2 separate regions of the Mus musculus genome follow, and region 1 is linked to region 2. A link is a contact called in public Hi-C data. All regions are on one chromosome and are shown on one strand. The core of a region is the stretch at or near the end of the contact, and the rest is flanking DNA. Distances in the headings are between cores, read along the strand shown.

Region 1 (4,255 bases), core at 796-3,295, 900 kb before region 2:
GGGGGTAGAAAGGACCTGGTTCAGGGCAGGAGCCATGGGATAAAGAGACTTATGAGTTCCCAGGCTGGACGGCTGCACCCGCCATTGTCTCCTGAGAGTATAGGGTCCAAATTCCCATGGGACTAGTGGTTGGACATGTTCTTCTCAGATGAGGAGTTGGCCAGGACCAGGGTCATTTCTCCTTGGATTAGGACTTGGCTGCTCCCTTGGTCTTCTCGACCTTGTCCAGGCAAACAAAATCCTCTGATTGGTTACTGTCAGAGGTGCTGGGATGGTGCCCTGGAGACGGAGCAAGTGTGTAGACGAAGGAAGGACGGACGGGACAGCACCAGCCCCCCTCTCCCCATATCCAGCTTCCACATCCCAGCCCCCCCCCACCCCTGACTAAGGAGCACCAGGGCTCAGGCTGCTTCTGTAGCTTTCCCAGTCCCTGCCCCCCCCCGCCCCCCCCGCAGGCCCCACCCGCCCTGCGCAGCAGCTGCTTCCGGCCAGACTAGCAGACAATGTGTTGGCGGGTGGCCCGGGGCCAGGACCATCCATCCCCCCCAGCCCCACAGGAAGACAGAGCACAGAAGAGGAGCCACTGTGTCCCCGAGTGAACCCACTGCCCAGGCACTGGGATTTAGAACTTCAGATTCCAGGGGGAGGAGCCTCTCGGGTGACTCAAACTGATTCCTCCAGCCTTGAACCCGTTGGGACTCTGGAGCACTGCCTTGTGGGAGGGGGGTGGAAGAAAGTAAGAGGGGGTCAGAGAATCTTGGCTTGGACTTTCTTTTCTTTTGGTAGCCTTGGCCTCAGACTGGGCAAGCCTTCCCTACCATGGTGCCCTTGCATGGCTGTGTCCTTGGCACTGTAGATCTGTTGAGATTGTGCCACCCAGGTCTACTCCAGGGTCCACACTCTTCTCTACCCGCCCTCCTGCCCTTCCTGACAGCGTCCCTTCCGGTCAGGCGTTCCTGTTCAGATGCTGTCTGTCCTTCCTACAGGCCCCGCCCCTCTCCTGTCTCCTCCCACCTCTCCTGAGCCCACATCCCTCATCTCATAGCCGCAGTGCTTGCCTGTTTGTCTCCCCGTCCCTCATAAATACCCCGGAAGGACAGACCCTACCCTTCCTAGGTCTTAGCATAAAACCCATGCACTTAGTAGGTCCTCACAGAGGACTGACAGATTGCTGAATAAGTTGTTTCCTGAGTGTGCTGGCTCCTCCCTGCCAGGCCTGCCCTCCCCAGTGGGGGCCCATCTCTGCCTCCCCCCTCCTCTGGCTGGCTGCAGGGTCTTCCCTCAAACCCTGACAATGAACTCAAGGAAAGAATGCAGTCCACTTGCCCAGCCTTACAGAGGGGTGGAGCCTAGTGACTGACGGACCGCTTGCCACGCACATGGATGTTATAATAGCAACAGCGATGGCCCAACAGTAGTAATAAAACGTCACAGAAAGAAAAGAAGCTAGCAGGGGAGAGGAAGGAGGGTGACCCTCACAGGACACTACAAGGCTGTGGAATGGCCACACAGGTAACCCCCTCGGAAAGGTCAGCATGGCAGAGCACGACTATCTTACCTGCAAACCCACTTCCAGACCTGAGTCTTGGAGGATTGACAGTAAGGCCTGGATTAGATTCATGAGTACCCAGGCTCACAGCAGCCAAAGGGACCTGGGTGAGCCAAGTGTCTGGAGACAATTATATGGATCGCCAGTTCCTTGGTGGCCACCTGGGGGCTGGGTTGGCCACTGATGTTCCCATTCCAGCACCCTGAACCTCAGGGGGTGACGTCACAGCGTACAGACCCCTTGGTCCCCAGGGCTGTAGCTTCAAATACGCACCCTATCACTGTTCACGGTGATTCATCCCCGTTTCTGATATCTTTACAAGCCAGCACCAATCTGGTCCCCATGAGTCATCCCTAGAGCCTTCAGGAAAGCACGATGCCACAGAGGCAAAAGCCACACAGCCTTTGGCCTGGCAGCCAGGCCCCTCGAGAGTCCAAAATCTGCCCCTTCCCCTCTGTATCAGGAGTGTGGTCCAGCTTCATGGTTAGGACCCAGTGTGCCCATTCCCGGCTACAGAGCGCCCTCTGGTGGAGCTACTGGGAGTTGTCAGGCCATAGAGAAGGAATCCAGAACTGGGCAAATTCCTGAAGGTCAAGGACATTTGGAGGACCACAGGGTGGGGACTGACTGGCCAGGAGCTGGAGCTGCCTGAGATCACCAACTGTCCCCATGACTTCCATGGAAAATGGGTCCAAGCTGTGGCTCTTTCCCAGGGACTATGATATGGTGAGGACAGTTTGCAAACTGGACTCCACAGAAGACATTGCCAACCATCTCATTCTCAAAAGCCCTGCGACTATCTTCCTTATCACCGCCACCATCATCATCATCACCACCACCATCATCATCACCACTATCATCGTCATCACCATCACTGCCTGTGCTGGATAGTTTTATGTCAACTTGACCCAAGCTGGAGTCACCAGAGAGGAGGGAACCTCAATTGAGAAAATGTCTCTGTAAAGGGCTACAGGCAAACCTATGGGGGCATTTTCATACTTAGTGATTGATTCATTGGGGGTGGGGCTGGTCCTGGATTCTATAGGAAAGGAGGCCGAGCAAGCCACGGGGAGCTGTAAGCCAGGAAGCAGAGGATGTCACACTTCATTCCTTTGCTCTGGCCTTCCTATACTGTCTTAGACAAAAGTTCTTTATAAAATTACCTCATAGATCAAATATCACACAAAAGGGGAGTTACAGAAGGATGTTGATAGTAAGTTCAAAGCAGCGCTTCACTCTGTAAGCTCATTATAAGTTCAAAGCAGCAGTTTCACATAGCCTGGCTTTATCATAGTGCGCACTTGTGGCCTCATCCTTGGACAATCTGACGCAGACCCATATCCCACACCTGGGATTAAAACAAAAACATAATCACATTACACAAGTGGGTTTTTAAAGAAGCCCAAATTCTCGCTATGTAGGTCCTCTGTGTTGGCCAAGCTCACCTTTGTCCCTCGAAGCCAGACTTCTCTCACCGGACCTGCCTGGCTCACTCTTGGAGCTCGGCACTGAGAAGTGAGAACCCCATCTCTAGCCATGTGCATCTCCTCAGGCTCTCAGGGACCAGCTGTTGTCAGTTTCCATGGCATCTCCAAAGGACAATGGCTTCTGGCCACAGCCAGCCTGGCTGTTGAAAAGCCAGAAGCGTGTCCATACTCTCCCCTGAAGAGGAGAGTGGCACCTCTGAGAGTTCCTTCCCCAGCCTCCTCCAGGAGCCAGAGGCACAGTGGGCAGTGTGGGCTTCAGGAGTCTGCGTCCATTTCTCCTGATTATAAAACATCCACCAGGAAAGGCCCTAAAGATGGCTGCTTCCGTCAGACAAATCTGGTCAACAGATTTATTGCTTCATGAACTACAGAGATAGTTTTGTGGTTAAGAACATTGGCTGCTCTTCCAGAGGACGTGGGTTCAATTCCCAACTTCCATATGGCTCTTCACAATTGTCTGCAACTCCAGTCCCTAGAGATCAATGCCCTCTTCTGGCCTTCATGGGCATTACAGGTACATTGTACACAGGTATATATGCAGGAAACACACCCCAAACATATCACACACACACCACAACACATAACATACACCATACACAGCACATACATTCACACCATACACACCACATACACTATACCACATACGCAGCACACCACATACACCACACACACCACATATCATACACACACCACACTATACCACAACACAGACACATACAATACACACACACACAAATACCACACCTCACACAATATTACACATACTATACCACACACAGACACACACACACATACACACACACACATACACCACACAAACACATACACCACATACACTACCTCTCTCTCACACACACCACACCACACACATACCACATACACACAGACACCGAAATCCCCCATACCATAAAGTATTTGCATTGATAACTCATTGGCCAAGCAGCAACACCAGCTGTCCACACTTGTAGGAGTGAAGATTTGCTTGATTAACTCAGAGTCCACTAAGTGCCACTCAGGCCCCCTGTAAGCTCTTGCATGTCACACTTCACTTTTCTTGTGTTTGCACCTGTGGCAGTAGTGGGGATTGAACTGAAAGCCTCACGCAGGCTAGGCAAGTGCTCTGCCAATGAGCTACATAGACCAGCTCCCGAGGGACCCCTATGTGTCTAACTGCCTATCTGGTGAGGAAGACAAGTGTAGTGGTGTGTCTCTGCTCAGC
Region 2 (4,185 bases), core at 10-2,509:
GGTGGTTGAGTATGCATCTGGGCAGTGCCAACTGGGGGTCCCAATCAGTCCGGGTGAGCAGGGGTGGTGGATGGGTTTTCCAACAGACTGGGAGTATAAAGTGACTTGAGGCAGTGACGGGGGCTGGCAAGAGTAACAAGTCTCTCTCTCACACACACACACACACACACACACACACACACACACACACACACACACACACATACACACATACACAGGCACGCAAACACACAGGGCTCAGTAAAAACATGAACTAGTCTCAGGCCATCACACAACACTTGGCCGGCCTCCCGGTGCCTCAAAGTCAGACACACTGGAGCGACTTCCCCGCCCAAAGTCAATGAATATCCCTTCCGAGTCTGAGTCCGCGGACTCCAGGATCTGGTCCACAAGAGTCTCTGGGCTGGAGGTGGATGGGGAGCCATGGCCTGGGCCCTGTTCCGGGGAATGGGCAGGGGGGTATAGTCTGCTGGGGCAAGGCCCTGAGTGGGGTGTTGGAGAAGACCGGAAGGTCCCCGAAGGGCCCTGGCCAGGCGTGTCCACAAAGCCCTGGGGCTCCGGACAAGATGTCATCTCGGAGACTGAGTGTCTGCGGATGCTCGTGCCGCTGGCTGCTGTGCCTTCTGCTTCATGCTCGGCCACAGGATTGAGCAGGGGAGTGTTGTAGCTTTTGGAGCGCACCACTGGGTTCTTGGCTAGGATATCCCCAGAGCGGGAGCGGCGTAGGAATCGTTTCTCTGCAGGAACAGACACAGTCATACACTAAGATGGTGGGTGCCAGCCCACGTGTCCTCTGAGCATCCAAGTCCCACCTTCTGGTCAAGCATCTAATCCACAAAAGGGACACCCAATAAAAGGCTCACTGGCCACTCCCAGCCTGCCTGCTAAGGAGGGGTATGAGCTCCCTGCCTTAGCTGGAGAACTTTTAACATTCCCAGCCTTGGCCTGAACAGACCGTGGGACCTCGGCTGCCCAGGTTCAAATCTGTAAGCTGTCTGACCTGTGAATGACCCCTTGTCAGTCATAGATCCGTGTCTTATTTTTCTCCCCCGTGAAGCCTATGGATCTGAGGCACCAGTGCTTTTCTAGGTGAGACTGGGCACCCAGGGCACAAGCCTGCATGGAGGAGCTGCAGGATGAGGCGAGGCAGTGCTATGAAGCGGCTGTTTACAGGCCTCGTTGGCAGAATAGAGAGTGAGGACAGAGCCAAATTCCATTGGCCATGTAGAAGAAAGGCTTCTATGCAGGACCCTGCAATGCCTAATAGTCTCCATGAGGCGGCACTCTTGAGTACAACAAGCTCTGTCAGAGTGCCTCCCTGGATCAGGAGGGGTTGGTTGCCAGGTAAGTGTCTACAGCCAAACAGGTCCTGGGAGGTGTGAAGTTCCCCAGTTCTAACTTGTTTGAGCTGGAAGACACCCAGTACTAGGGCTTTATACCCCAGGTAGCAGCCCTAATGATGGGGAGCCTTCCAAGTGACCCTATCTGGCCTCTTCCTATGATCCAGTCTGCATCCGCTTCTGTAGCCCAGGGATTACCATTGGGGGCTCACTGACCCATCTTTCCTGCTAGGCCAAAGCTATGAAGGAAGGCTGGGCTTGGTCTCTGGGCTGGTACACAGCAAGTGCCCAAGGGACATTCCTGAATGAACAGGGAGGACACGGCAGGCTTTTGAGGGACCCAGCAGGCTCTCTAGGGCCTACTTTCTCTGTATTCCTTTCTGAGCTAGCACAGGGATGATGGAGGCTCTTCGCATGGCGGGTCTCTGTGGAGAGCCATCACTGTTCTGGGAGTTGCCCGATACCCTCCAATACCCCGTCTACCCTGAAGGTCCACATCTACACACAGCAAGGCTAGACAGGTGCAGGGAACAGACATTCTGTGTGACTGTAGTTAGTCCCCTGTGGGATCCTGGTTTTGCCAACACTGTGGCCCCAGCCCTAGTCAATACCTACCGAGGATACAGGAATGGGTACAAGGTCCTTCATTGGAATAGAGACCATAGGTGCCCAGGTACGGCGACACCACCTTCTGAATCAGTGTCTCGAGGCGCAGATAGTCTTCAGTCACACCCCTGGACTCATGTACCCCCTGCAAGGGAATGGGGGGTGTCAAACACCCTGGTCCATCAGGAGCTTGTCTCTTCCCCACTTCCCCAGGTGGAGTCCCAGGCAGGAGGCTAGGCTCCCTTATAGCCACATAAGGTGATTTATACTAAAGTCACAGAGCCCTGGTGTGCTGGAGGACCTGGGTGGTCCTTTGAGAGACAGTTGGTACTACCCAGGAGAGGCTGCTAGACAGGTTAGCTGGGTCCCCAGCCCATGAGCTTTTTGAGATAAAGTCTCATTATGTGTCCCTGGCTGCCTTCAATGTGAGATCCTCCTGTCTCTGACTCTTGAGGGCTGGGACTGCAGGTGTGTGACACCATTCCACTTCTGTAAATTTATGAAGCCACATCTCCCCCACCCACCACGGTACAAGGGAGAAATAAGAGGACTTTCTCATCTATATTAACTCACATGTGGCTGTTAAATGGGACCGGCACCCCATCATTTGGACCCCCAGCAGGAGCTGTGATCCTAGGAGTGAGTCAGGGGCACACAGTAGGTCCTTAATACACACTGACTGGCAGCCAAGACCTCAAAGCAACTCAAGACTTAAAACAGTGGGGGCTGGATTCACCTGGGGACCAAGGTGAGGTCAGGCGGCAAGCTCATAGAGGCCTTAGGGAATAGCCACTCAGTCTTGAGAGAGGTGGCAGATGGGAGAACGGAAGCCAGCCACCAGCCACTGTGGTATAGAGGCTATGCTGGAACTCTAGCAGAAGAGCTGGGAAGTGGCAGGACACGCACTAACCAGCAGGGGGCAGCACTGCTCTGGCCTTGATCACCTCCTTCAGTGGAATCCCAGGACCCAGGACCACAGAGACCTGACTTTCCAACTCTCCCAATTCCCTGCACACTCACCCTGCTAGACTTGATGCAGTCTATGGAAATCCCACTCACGGGGTTGTACTTGGCTTCATTCCAAGGTGACATAAGCCTCCGACCCAGGGCAGCCCTTGGACCCTACAACCCCTACACTACAGGCCATTCCTTGCTATGACCCCTTTACCATTTCCTTCAGCCCCAGGCCCGAGCCCACAAACCCTAAAAGGACTTCCACAAGCATGGGGGTGGGTCCTAGTGAGGCCACAATCCCTCCAACAGTTAAATGTCTCCCTGTCAGGCAGATGGGGCAGTTGATGGTACCTCTAAAGTCCTGTAGGATTGTAGGTTGTGAGAACTCTGTATGGTGAGCAAGACACTAAGGTGATGTGTCAGATGTAGGGCACATGCGGTAGCCCAACCCTCTTCAGTCCCGGGGCAAGTCCCTTTAATCCAGCCATACTAGCTGGCCACTGTCCCTTCTCCTGAGCTAACCTTGATGATAAAGTCCATCTGTACCAAGTGCCTGGATCAGTTGTGTGTGTGTGTGTGTGTGTGTGTGTGTGCACGTGCACTCACGCATGCACACACACACTCGAGTGCACTTAGTGCACACCTGTGTGCAGGGGTGGGGGTGGGTACTTGGGGGCCCAGCCCTGGCAACTGATCAAGTATACAGAAGCCAGTTACCGCCACAATGAATAAGTAACTGTGGTCTGGTTTGCATCCCAGCCCCAAAGCCTCACTTGCCCGTTCCCTGCCCAGTTGGTCCTGGGTCCCCAAACCCTCGTCCTACCTGCAGTACCAGCAGCATCTGTGCGATGGCAGGGGGAACACGCGCGTGAGAGCGGGCCAGCGCGTCCTCCAGCTTCACGCTGAGGGTGATGGTGTTCCGGAAATGCAGCAGGGCGAGCTGGCGCACCGACGGCTCCTTGCCCTGTGGACACAGGAAGGGACGAGCTGGCCACATTGCTCTTAAGTAGTTTTCTCTCTCTACCACAAGTCAAGGGTGGGATGTAGGAAAGGGCCCAGTGACAACCAGCCTTCCCCATTCTCTCTCCCTGCCCTAAAGATACAGGATTCCCCGGAGCCTCCCCTGGCAGGGATTTCTCTACCATGCAGAGCAGATCTCTGCCAATAGCATTCCCCACTCCAGGCCTTCCAGGCCCCGAGGAGTCACACGCCTGCTGGGCTCAGCTGGTCTGCAAGGGACAGCCTGGGCCAGTACAGAAGGGGTGGTCAGGGCTGGAGTCCTTCC

The links. A called contact is a pair of places that touch in the nucleus more often than the background predicts.
Region 1: a contact with region 2 is called in a Hi-C map of muscle stem cells, with 3 times the contacts expected there. The contact joins two enhancer-like sites. A contact is called at or near these places in 1 of 484 Hi-C or Micro-C datasets (muscle stem cells) and 1 of 9 other capture datasets (liver).

Annotation. Positions count from the first base shown.
Region 1 is chr15:85,596,876-85,601,130 of GRCm38.p6, reverse strand. No RefSeq gene overlaps it. Among named protein-coding and RNA genes, the nearest start is that of Wnt7b, 17 kb to the right of the region's middle. Within about 2 kb of position 2,045, at least 139 of the 459 cell types and tissues checked have an H3K27ac peak or open chromatin away from gene starts, as enhancers often do. A contact at or near this core is called in muscle stem cells, where this site is marked.
Region 2 is chr15:84,699,270-84,703,454 of GRCm38.p6, reverse strand. It overlaps Prr5 (proline rich 5 (renal)), which reads right to left. Exons shown (of 8, transcript NM_146061.4): 6 at 3,724-3,864; 7 at 1,956-2,091; 8 at 1-737. The coding sequence ends at 268. Among named protein-coding and RNA genes, the nearest start is that of Gm41374, 12 kb to the left of the region's middle. Within about 2 kb of position 1,259, at least 17 of the 459 cell types and tissues checked have an H3K27ac peak or open chromatin away from gene starts, as enhancers often do. A contact at or near this core is called in muscle stem cells, where this site is marked.